2 separate regions of the Drosophila melanogaster genome follow, and region 2 is linked to region 1. The links are chromatin contacts, called in public Hi-C maps. All regions are on one chromosome and are shown on one strand. The core of a region is the stretch at or near the end of the contact, and the rest is flanking DNA. Distances in the headings are between cores, read along the strand shown. Region 1 has its middle 6.1 kb from the start of Or98b. Region 2 overlaps htt (huntingtin).

Region 1 (5,750 bases), core at 453-2,952:
GGGTTTAGGCCAAGCGAAGGGGAAATTCGAGCATGCTGCAGTTGTTAATTTAAGGCGGATACCAAGATATTTGAATCTAAATCTTAACTAATATCAGTTAAATGTGATAGCTAATAACTAAATTACAATATACTTTTAAGTACTTTAATTTTATTTAATTTTTAAATAATATTTTTCCCTTAGGGATACCATAATTTCCAGAACTCCCATTATATCTGCCATATCCTTGAAGGGCTTACTTCTTATTTTCGAATTTATTCTCCTGTGGTAGCGCAGCGAAAGTCCGTGAAGCCAAGGCCACGCACTTGGCCTGTTGTTATTTTTATGCTACTTTCCGCTTACATTTTTTTCCTCTCAGTACCGAACCGTGCCGTGCCCATACCATTTTCCCAGCCCCCAAGGACTTGGGGCGAAAGAAGGACCCTGGCCGGCAGGCAATTTTCTGCTTAATAAAAATTAAAAAGGGTTATGCGCGAGAGGCAAAAAGTTTTTCATTAAGCTGCCAACGATGATGATGATGGCGAAGGCGGTCTGTCCGGACCGTCCAAACCGCTCGACAAAAAAACCCAACAGACAACAGGAAAGGACGAGGACACGGACGCGGACGAGGACGAGGATGCAGAGGTGGCAACCGAATCCTTGGCTTCAGACGAAACGGGATGCCGCAAATTTGATAATGAAGATAAATGTTTATCGCATTCAGGGGCGTGGCCGTTTGCCAAAAAGTTTGTAACGCAAATTTTCACGCTGATTATGCCAATAAAATCAATGATAAGCTTGCTTGCTTCCCAGCAAACAAGCGAATTTGGACCGCCCACCGTTGGACCGTTGAACCGTTGGGTCAACTGCCAAAAACTTTTCACGACAAACAAATGAATCGGCAAACGCAATGAATTAAAACGATAGGGTCATGGGGTCACAGACCAACCAACTCGCCCCATAAATGCCGCAAAACACATATAAATGCTAGTAAATATGCGCGGTGGAGTGACAGTGGGGCGTCGAGGGACCGACGTGCTGAGCCGCAAGTAAATTGGTTTGCCGTGTCATTAGTGAAAACGTATCCACATTTTGGCACTAATTAAATTTCATTTGAGTTTTTCCACTCAGTTGTGGCCAGTGGCCAGTGGGCAGCACGCCACGCAGCGCATTTCCCACCCACTTCAGCGTGCATTTTGTCAAATTTAATTGTTTCCGTATTTCCATATAAATTCAAAATTAATTTGCAGGGGAATGGGTAAAATATTGTAACATAAGTTGATCAAATTATGAATTTAAAGGGATATAAATAATCTTTAAGTTTTCTTATCGTCAAAGGTACTCCTACAACATATTATTTGTAGATAAGATATGATGGTTTTGCTCTGTTTGCGTAATCTTATCATTTCGTTTATGTTACTATCTATCTGCAAGATAGATATGGTTAGTTTCGATTGAGTTTTAGGTTGTGTTAACTGTTTCTCAATGCTAGATGGCATTTTTCGCTCACATTTACTTTTTCAGCTGAGTGGGCGATTAGATTGTGTCAGTGGGTCAATGCACCTGGAATTGTGGAAGTGAAGCCAAGAAAGTGGCAACAGTCCGGAGAGGAAAGGAAATTACAAAACACATGGCGCCCGGAGCTAGTTACACACAGCAGACAATGCAGCCAGGTAGAAGTGGAAGAAAAGCAGCAAATGAAGAGGATTGCAGGTGAGGAAGGACGAAACAGATGCTTTCAGGACGTGAAGCTGGCGATACAGCCAGGGTATGGATAGCTGGCTAGATGGATGGCTTGACAGGTCGCTAAAAAGAAGAGAAGAGGAGGAGGAGGAGGAAGTGCTAGGACACGGAAGCACATGAGAGCATTTGCTGCTTATTCTAAGTTTGATTCAGTGTCGTCGCAACAGCTCAAGGCTGTTTGGTCCTGGCCACAAAAGATGACTACTACACTCCACTCAATGCGGAAGCTTTCGCCAGCGAAACGATGTGGCAGATTTAAATGGCTGTACATCAGCGAAATAACGAGGGAAACAACGCTGCAAATGACTCCCATAACTGTTGCGGATTTAATTTGTTGAATTCTGTTTAATTTGCTGCATTTATTGCTCGTCACATGTGCAAAACTTTTTATTTATACACCCGACGAGCAACAGCCAAACAATTTTTTGTAGCTGCCTTTTATGCAAAACTCACAACAGCATTTGCTGTGGGGCCCTGAAGCTCCACGCCCGCCGATCCTCGTCCTTGCTCCGCAGGAACCGCTCCTCTTGTAAAGTTATGGCAAAAGCACTTAAGCGATTTCATGCAAATTTTCGTATATTTTTTGCCGTGCTTTCGCTCAGGTGAGCATTATGGCTATATGTCTACGCCTGCGACTCTGAAAGCAACAACAACTCTGAGCGTTGCGAATAACAAAAAATACTTATGAGGGTGCAGCACAGTGGCAACAACAATTGCGAGCCGAAAGTTGAAAACTTCTGCAAATTGTTGCTGCCGAAGTACCGTGTGCGTGGAGGGGCATGTTGGGCCGAAAGGGTACTTATACATACCCTTCATGAAGGTCGATGTGTGCAGGGATAACTTTAATTCTGCATTGAAGATATCAGTGATTGGGGAAGGTAATATAATGATGCCAAGAAGATAAATTCGTATTGATTTGTGAGGACAGAATATTTTGATCAATTTGATTTTAAAGGATAACAGAAGTTCGTAGCTCTGAGTTAGCTGCAGTTTTCGGTTAAACTTATTCTTTGCATCCATGTTGACATTTAATAAGGACAGTTTATTTGTGCTAAATAAACTTCAGTTTTCTAGCCGCACACTTGTAATCCTGACAAATTGTGAGCCACAATCCAAAACAAACTTCAAACTTGTAAAGCATCTCCCTGCAATTAAGGTACGTAGCATCTTGGCATCGTATAATGACGCTGCTCGATGCGATAAACACTTACATGTTTCCATTTATTTAGTGAAATAGTTTCATTTGCTACGCCTTGGCATAAAATCGTTATGTTAACAATTTGCGAACGAAAACGCTTTTGTTTTTGATGGTCGCATATAAAAATGTCATCGCTTAAGTGATGGCATGGATGAATATCATAATAATAAAGTTGGCCGGGCGGCGGAATATTACGGAATATTACTTGCAACAACGACTTTTGGCCACGCCACATAAATTAGGAGTGCGTGAAATCTTTGGATATAAATTTAATGTGCCGCAAGCGGCACTGGCAACACAAATCAAAAACACTTTTAAATGGGCACGTCGCTGTCGTAAAAACATCAGCGAATCGTAATTTGCTTTCTTGCCTTCGCTTATTTATTGAATGTTTAGTCGACGCGTCGGCCAAACAAAAGGCGAAGGAGCCCCAGACTTTTGGCATAAATCAAGCACGTGGTGTGTGCCGGATTATCCTGGCGATATTTGGAAGCCTTCTGCTTTTTGCCTTTGGCCAGGATCGGGAATCCATCTGGCTGACAGCACTTTGTTGGCCACGAAACGGGGCGTACATCTGACCCGCCCAAAAGCCGACAGCAAGCCGGGCTTAAGGTGAGTGCACCACGGTTTCCAGATCCAGAAGCAGATCCTAGCTGCATTTGCATGCCACTCACTTGTTCACCTTTTCACCTGCTTACCCGTTCACTTGCTGTTCACCTGCCCAAATATTTTCGACTTTTACCTTTTCATTTCGTTTTAGGTCGTTGGTTTTCTCGGTTGCTGCTCGGTTTGGCTTGGTTTGGTTCGGTTTGCCTTGGCTCTAATTGAAAATATTTTTGTTTGCACTTCATTAAACCTAAACGGAGCAGCAAGCTGAGAGATATGCAATGTCTGTCAGTTCCATTTGGCTGCCGTTAAAAAGCAAAGTGAAAAGTTTTAATAAATATGCATGGGAATGGGCATGGGGTACTGTATATAGTACGAGTATGTATGCAGGTTTTGCACAAAGAATTGTCGACTGTTCTCGATGTTATTGTTGTGCCCTGTCGAATGTTTGTTGCTTTAATCCAAAATGCAATCATTGAAATGCATTTTATTTAAGCTGTGCTCGCTTATTGCATTTTTGCATACACATTTTTCGGTGGACCAGGGGCGAATTGGTTAGGGTAAAGTTGAGGGGGGAATCCCCAAGCGACTTATTTTTATATGCTTACAACTCCTCCGGAACCAAATTCTGGCCATCCTGACCCTGCACATGTATGTGGCCGTGTATCTCTGTGTGTGTGCGCAAATTCAATGACAGTTTGTGCCTTTTGCAACTTTCAGTTGATTTTTTATTGTCAATCGAACAATAACGAAATCATCGGCCAAGTTACGCCAAACGCCACAGCAGCAGACTTCGATGCTACGATGGTCTGGGATCAGGATGAAAATGTGACGGTGACAGTGACTCAGCACGGCGAAAACTTTAAGGTAGGCAGCCCGGAATTTCTGACACAAGTCGAGAGCGTGCCACACCCCATCGGTGGAGATTTATATGCCCAGGCGATGTGACTCAATCAATGGCATTTGTGTTGTGCCAGCAGCAAGAGCAGAAAGGCAGCAAAAGAAGCATCAGCCGAAGGAGGATGGTAACACGAAGGGGCTGGTGGCTCACTGGGGGGCCGAAGGTTCCCCCTACAAGCGCCCCCCCCCCACCACATTGGAGCATCAGTGGCAGGACATCAGACAGTCGGAGAGACATGCACAGCATTTTGTGTAAAGAAATCAAAAATTTATACAAACTTTGCACAATGAATGAGCAGCAACAAAGCAGGAGCAGAGCAGAATCAGTACCAGTACCAGTACCAGTGCCAGTGCCAGTAGCAGTAGCAGCACAAGGGGGCAAGTGTGTCCCAGTGTCCTGGCAGGACAGCAATTGCCGAAAATTGTTGCAGTTCGCCTCGCTCGCTCTCTGACAATGGCTACAACAGCAAATGGAACATAAGTGCACTGAACAAAAAGGGCCTGCCTCAAATAATGTCACAAAAAAAAAAAAAACAAAACTTCTGAAGCTCAGAAAGATCCCTTTTCTTCGCTAGATTACCTAATTGAAATCAACTCAAAGGAAACTAAGAAACCAAGTCAAACAGAAATCCAATTACTTTGCCTAAAATTAAAGCCCATTTTAAGCTATAGGCAATATTTTTCCGAGTGTGGTCACTTGCAGAGCTGCCTGACTTGCAAGTTGCAGCAACGAAAGTGGACGCAAGGACAGCTCGCCACCGGACAACAGCTCCAGGATATGTGTAGGTAGGTAGGTAGGTAGTCAGCCCTGTGTATGTATTGCTGTTGGTTGGTCGGTAAGTCGGGGCCAGTGCAGACGAATTAATTAAAAATTCCGAAAATATCCGGTTAGCTCTTTATAACAATTTCGTGTACAATGCCGAACTCATGCTGCATTCGACAAGAAGTCGTTGGCCCACCTTTGTGTGTTGTGTGCATCCTGCACAGCAGAAATTTAAAACTCGCCATGCTGATGTGCTATCGGGCGCCTCAAGATGGCTTCATCTATCTGGCCGACAGCCATTCAAACTATTTTCGTTTCGGCCGTTTACCAGGCAATCTACATAAATGAATTCATTTGCCTTTCATATACATACGCATATATGCACAATGGCAGGCGCTGTGCAGAGTGTACGGGTCGTATGCGCAATAGTTGATATTTATGCTCTAATTGAGGGTACAACCCGGACCTGAACTTGGCTTAAAGTCATGTGTGTTCACAGAAATAATTGGAAGTTATTTCAGCAGTTATATAAGAGGAAAATCAACTTCGCCACAGAAAAAT
Region 2 (6,506 bases), core at 1,382-3,881, 380 kb before region 1:
CTTATTTGAACGTTTGTTGTGAGTAAATATGGTGCACATTCGTTGTGAAATACCAACTTTAAAACTTTCCGCTGTTTTCGCAGACAATGCGAATGCACAGCGCACCTGGAAAGCCAAGGACCGCAACTGCCGGCGGTTCAAAACCCGTAATTCATTTCCCCGGAGCCCTGTGCTGTGTTGCTGTCTCTGTGACGAGGCACTAATCAACAATTTTAGGCAGTTCAATCAAAGCGCAAATTCATAAATCATTTATATGCAAAACTCTTACTCCTCAATCGGCAGGGATGCCAGTTCACAGATTCCAAATAGCATATCCCAGCTTCCCAGTTGCCAGGCAACTGGGCCATTCGATGCTTGTCTGCCGGCATTTCAACACCTCAAACCACTTTAATAATTGAATATTGAATCAAATCTAATCATTCAAATGCAAAGCGACGGCAACAATCGCAGCCAGGGGCCTTGACATGGGAATAGCTTTCGCTCCATGCCCCATTTCCCACTTTCCCCAAACGAAGCGCCACCAAAGTGACTCTGCATCAAAACACGTCATTAATCAAATATTGTGGCCGAACAGTGAATTCACTGGGCCTTCGGTACTTTGTGTATATTTTCGCATTAAGTCCTGTCAATTTCTCAACATTTTCTTAGTATTCTCAGTTCCTCTCCTTCTGTTCCTGCAGGCCGTTAACTGCTCCTCTCGATACCAGAACTACACATCTGATTTGCCGCCGCCGCGCAAGACGTCCTGTGCCAGGACCTCCACCACTGGACTCTAAGGGTCAGCAAATCTTTGAGGGCACAAGTGGATAAATACCCGGGACCAATCCATCAATGGACTGCAAGCGACCGCTGCATTGGATTTTTGCTCTTCGAATGACTAGAGTTAAGATATAAGGACTTTGTAAATATTGAATTAGATTAAATGAAATGCTTGTCTGTATCTTTTGTGTATTACTGAGCTACGATGCTTATTTATCTCTTATTGTAGCATTACATATAATACTTTTTGAAAGTGGATGTGTATACAGGCTGCACTGTTTACTAAACATTATAATTATAGACAGTGAATTTCCCTAAATTATTTTTAATGGTATATAATGCTATAATGCTAATCGGAATGCAATGTGTTATACAAGCTCCCTTGACGTAAGCCATATTGTTAACCATGTTTGTTATTTGCGTAAACCGTTAAGGAATTAAATAACACAACAACCACGCAATTTATGATTTTCACTGAATGGAGCTAACAAAACCGACAGATGTTAGCCTGCAGCTCATGGGGTATTTGCACAAACTAATACCATACGCATAAAACTATGCAAATTTAGCTGCCGGCTTTTAAATTGGTATTTAGTGGCGCGTGAAACATGCAATTGATATACTTGTCGAATATTCGCGATGCCACATTGAAATCGCCCTCGATTGACTGCGGCACTTGTGCAATCAATCGAACTCGCATTCACTCAATCATGCATTCATTTATTCTTGGGCCTCATCTACCCACCCATGATATCTCCTCCTGAAGAGATCTCTTTCCAACGAGAGCCAGGGGCTGTCATCACATGAGTGACGTGAGTAGTACTCCTCGTGAAGGTCCTGCGATGTCGGTGGAGTCCTGACTTTGGCAGCTTAAGATGCTGATTGCATTTCGCTTGACGCTGGCGACTGACCGGAATTAATTATGCGTTGTCCATCTTGCGGATCGGGCCGAGGCGTATAGTATATGTATGTGTGTGGGGGCTCCCGTTTTCCGCGCTGCCTGGCCACTCGCACTTTTGCATAATTTATTCAATTTTAATAAGCGGCCCTGTCTAGAGTCGAGGCGTTGCCTTTTACACCAGGTAACGTAATTAATGCGTATCAGTCGCTGACAGGTTCCTCTTCGGCGCGTTGCCAGCGTAATCAAAATTTCAAATGAGCATCAAGGAGTGCGGGCCCAGGTGGCGACCGGGCTCCAAGTGTCTTTGCAAATGAGCCGGGAAAACCAATGGATCGATTCGAGAGCACCAGGAAGTCGGCAAAATAAAGCTGGGCAACTAACTATTGGCGCCATAAACGCGCACGCTTCGCTAGCCAAAGTTTTGCTGCCCTGGTGTACACTCAGAAAAAACTAAATTCCTTCAAATGGCTGCTGGTAAGGGAAAAAGCTGTACAAAAATACCTTTTAGTATTTCGATTCAGGAAAAAGCGTGGTAATCCAAAACTGATTTTAAACGCTATTTGATAACCACCCTATTTGATGCTTTTTTACAGTGATTTCTTTGGGACACCCGCTTGCCCCACAGATAATTCGTTTCCCCACCGAGCAAATAGCCAAACAATAACGCCAAAGCTGAGCAGAATAACAACAACAAGGACTGCTCATGCTGCTGGCATTATCATAATAACAATAATCATAACTGTGAGTGTAACAGTTGTCGCCCCGCTCGTCGTGCTTTCCCGCTTAAAGCCATCGGAGTATTAAGATATTGCTCCATATCCTGTGCTGTCGCAGCGCATCCTGCATTACAAGGACTCACGGTTACGTGTGTGTGGAACGAACTGGAATCGGGACTGTTACTCCACTGACCTAGTCTACGCGGTAACAGTCCCGTTTCCATTTCGGCCATCCTTATTTAAGAGAGCACTGGCGAAGAGAAGGACTCCGAAAAGTGGTGAGTTTACAGTTAACAGCGACAGAGAGCAAGCGGAACGAATGAAAGTGGCACACCACCCACGCAGTCTACTTTCATTCATTCGAGCCACTCGCCTTCTGAGCGTAGGTCATGGCGGCATACGGGTCGGCTACTTAATTTGCCCACCTGCTTTCCGGTCAGTCACATGCTCACACTGCTAAGCCCACGAGGCGGCGCAAAAGGGGGAGTGGGGAGTGGCACTACGGTTCTGTGGCCAAATGAAGCGTAACCAAATGCTGATAGCCCAAATGTTGCAGTTTATGGCCAAGGCATTGGCCAAATTGCCTCTTGGCGTGCGGCATAATGGCGACAATAGCCACATTGTCTTGACATCGAATCAGTGCGCCAGAGCGAGAGAGCACCAGCGCGTGGGAGTTAGAGGGGGGCAGACACATAAACATACAGACATACGCACACGCCCACCTCCGCTCGATTGCATAATGCGGTCGCGCCAAAACAGAAAAACAACTTTGAACAGCTTTGCAGTTCATTTCGGTGTGTGCTGCAACTTCCCTTCTCCATTTTTTTCTCTACCGGCTTTTTGTCGTTTCGCGTTGAACTGGCAAATTTCCGGCAAGCTTTGCATGCACACAAAAGCCATCTTCCGTCCTTGTCGCACGCACACATGCACACACACAGTGGAAGCTAAAGTTTATCTGTCAATTTCGGTACACAAACACAATCATACGCAGGCGGCAAAACCGTTACGCATTGAGAGGATTTGCATACTCTACATCCAAGTTATAATACCCTCGATATAAATTTTATCCATGACTCATTGTTATAAACCTTCCCTCAGTAAATTTGTAATTAATTACTATTTCCATTTATCTTTGCATTTTTATTGTGATTTTAGGCAGGATAACAAAATACTAGTTAGTAAGAACGACCAAAATTATGTTATAACGAAAGAAAACTTTATAAGATAAAAACAAATGACAAACTATAAGCTTGCCTACTTCCCAGGGCATCAGATATTCACGCAAAATTCGGATAGTTAAACTTTTTTTCCAGTCCAGCACTTCGGCGATAGTTTGAGGACGAAACATTTTGTCAACTTTAATGCGCTTTGTTGTTAAGACGGTAGAACGTAGAAAACGCTCAGGAGCCGGATCCACGTTACATGTGCCAGGATGGCAGGTAAGAGCGCAAAAGTTCGAACCGATTTGCATACAGCTCGGTAATCCAAAAAACGAATTTCTCGGTTAGTTGGCAAAGTACTTGGCTCAGCTTTTATGCATTTCAAAAATCAAACATTCCATTTCCATACGCCCCAAGTAGCTGACGACACAGTTCCGCACTCGTTTTAATAGCAATTTTTATTTCATTAAACAATATGGTTATTATTTTGATTACAGTAGGAGTACAAAGCGTGGGGCTTGCGTTTGCATAATGGAATTTTTAAGTAATTTTGATTGGGAATTAGCCGGCAATTGGCTAAGGCGCATACTAATGCCCACTAGCGTCCTTCGGCCGGTATTCTATTTCTTGCCCAGCAGGCAGCGTCATAATAAATAAATGATCAACTTTAGCCGAAAACTGAGAAGAACATAATTTCCGTGTTCTGGGTCCTTGTCGAAAGCCGCAGGAATTAATTGCGGGTCGCTCGCTGCTGGCCTCGTTAAACTTTCGACCAGATTAGGAATTGCGGGCCGTGGTGGCGGACATTCGTTTGCAATAATTTAAATATTAGTTACACATAATGTAAAGCATAAATTAATTTTGTATTCGCCAACTATTAAAAAACTTTCCATTCGCTGGGGTCTGCAAGGGTCCTTCGAGTTGATGAAGTAGTACAAACGCAAGGAAGAGGGACATCCGCTTAAACTTTCTCCGCAGCTTGGGGCAATTAGTTATTCACGCTTGCGCTTGTCTTTGCAGCAAGTTTAGCCGCCTGCCAAACTCGGCGTTCCTTTCTTTTTATTTTTAGCTGCGATTGGGAATTAAACGCAAGATAAATAGTTGGGTTTCCCTACGGCTGGGACCCGATACCTAGTCATCGCATCGTATCGTATGGTATGGTATCTGCGTATCATATCACAGGCACTGCAACATCCGGCCATAGACTTGACTTCGCTTGAAGCTGCCGAAGGCCTCGCGGAAACGCTGCCGCTGCTCGCCACTCAATTTCGCATGGAAATCTTGTGCAGCTGTCACGAACAATGCAATTTCGTGTTGACCCAATTTTCGGGCCATCGCCGGAGCTGCTGCCTCTGCCTCAGTTGTTGCCGTTGTCGCTGTTGTTGCTGCTGCCGCAGAGTTGGATGCCCCGATGCCGAGCACTAGCGGAAATAGTTTAATCAAATGCAGATTTATGGAGGCGGATAAAAAGATGACGCTGAGGCCCCAGACACCCTGCTGCTCCGGCTGGTCCAGGAACGTTGGCAGGGTGCAGATCAGCCAGTCCTGGAGCATCTGCAGGTACGACGAGTCGATGGCGGAGCGAAAGACCTGCGGAGTAAAGGAGCAGAGCAGATTGGGGAGCGGGTTAAGAGCTGCCAACGAAATGCTTAAATAAAAACCAAGCCGACAATACGGAAATTAAATTTTATTGTGCTGCTCGAAAGGTGCCTCGTCGGCGGGCCGCAAAAGTCGACTGCAGTCAGCAGCATACTTTGTGGCAGAAAGTTGGCTAATGAAATTCCGCAGCCGGGGAATCCGGCCCTGCGAATGACAGTGCGAATTGTGCCGCTTTGGGATCCCGGGATGCCCCGTTGGCTTCCGAGCTTGTTTTTATTAATTTCCATGCACGCGCCCACCGCACTGGCTAACCTTGAACCTAATGAAACATTTTTATGGCCCCACAGTGGACGCCAGTAGGCGATGGCTTCGGCTCCTCGCATTGACCCACGCACCTGGACGGAGGCCAAGCTGTAGCCATGAATTCCATTAATTTTCAAGCTGCCAAAATTCCACAGTCGCACACGCACACTCATGTGGGCAGTGGGTATGGAGTTGGCAAGTGTTTTACCCTTTCGACTTGTGGCCAGGGCAAACATTAGCGCTGCATTGGCCCCATTCCGTTCCGGTCTCCAGACAAGGACGAGGTCCTGGATCCGGGACTCGTAAAATGCCACCCAGCATGGGAATCCGTGTGTGTGTTCGAAGCAACCACGCACGAATGGCCAACGTCTTTACCTTTGCTAGATCTTTGGCCAACAGCACTCACCTGATATACAATCATGGCAATAACATCGCAGTGCGGGTGATTTATGGCCAGAAACTCCTTTATGACCTTCGTCAATATTTCATTCGGTGGCACTAAATCACGAATAATTTGGCACAGCACTTGTCCATAAATCCAGGCGGCATCTCGAGTCGATGATTTAATACAATGCAAAAGTATATCGACTTTATCGTTTTGCTGGGCGATTATCTCCGGGTCATCCTGGACAATTCCGTTCGACAGCTCCGTGTTCTCCAGCTGGGCAGCCGAGCCTGAGAATGGAATGAAATGGAAAATATGTAAGTCATTCGCAGAATGCAGAAAAAGGGAAGAAAGTGAAACTTTCTAATTAACAAGGCAGCCTTTAAGCCAAATGCCGATGGCCATTATTCACATGCTCGGGGTCCTTCACACGCCAGTGCTGTCACTGCCCTCCATTTTTCCATTTCCCCACACTACACTTATACACTCGCCCACTGATTCCCCAGGACACACACGTACATAAATTTGCATTTAAATTTTATGGATTTTTTCCAGCACCGATGCTTTTAGCCAAAACTTTCTCCCATGGCCAAAGCATCAAATTGAAAGCTAAACAAAAAAGCGGAACCAAAAGTTGAAGCTGAGCAGAATTGGCCATACACAGGGCATAGATTAGAGTTGTT

What was found. Hi-C and Micro-C count contacts between places; a contact is called where the count stands out from the background.
Region 2: a contact with region 1 is called in a Hi-C map of the Kc167 cell line, with 2.2 times the contacts expected there. A contact is called at or near these places in 10 of 107 Hi-C or Micro-C datasets (the Kc167 cell line, the S2 cell line, embryo and 4 more).

Annotation. Positions count from the first base shown.
Region 1 is chr3R:28,355,478-28,361,227 of dm6, reverse strand. No RefSeq gene overlaps it. Among named protein-coding and RNA genes, the nearest start is that of Or98b, 6.1 kb to the right of the region's middle.
Region 2 is chr3R:28,731,821-28,738,326 of dm6, reverse strand. htt (huntingtin) reads right to left here. Exons shown (of 29, transcript NM_001276112.2): 28 at 5,845-6,113; 29 at 3,511-5,126. The coding sequence ends at 4,713. AstA-R2 (Allatostatin A receptor 2) reads left to right here. Exons shown (of 4, transcript NM_079820.3): 4 at 681-1,218. The coding sequence ends at 776. Among named protein-coding and RNA genes, the nearest start is that of AstA-R2, 9.7 kb to the left of the region's middle.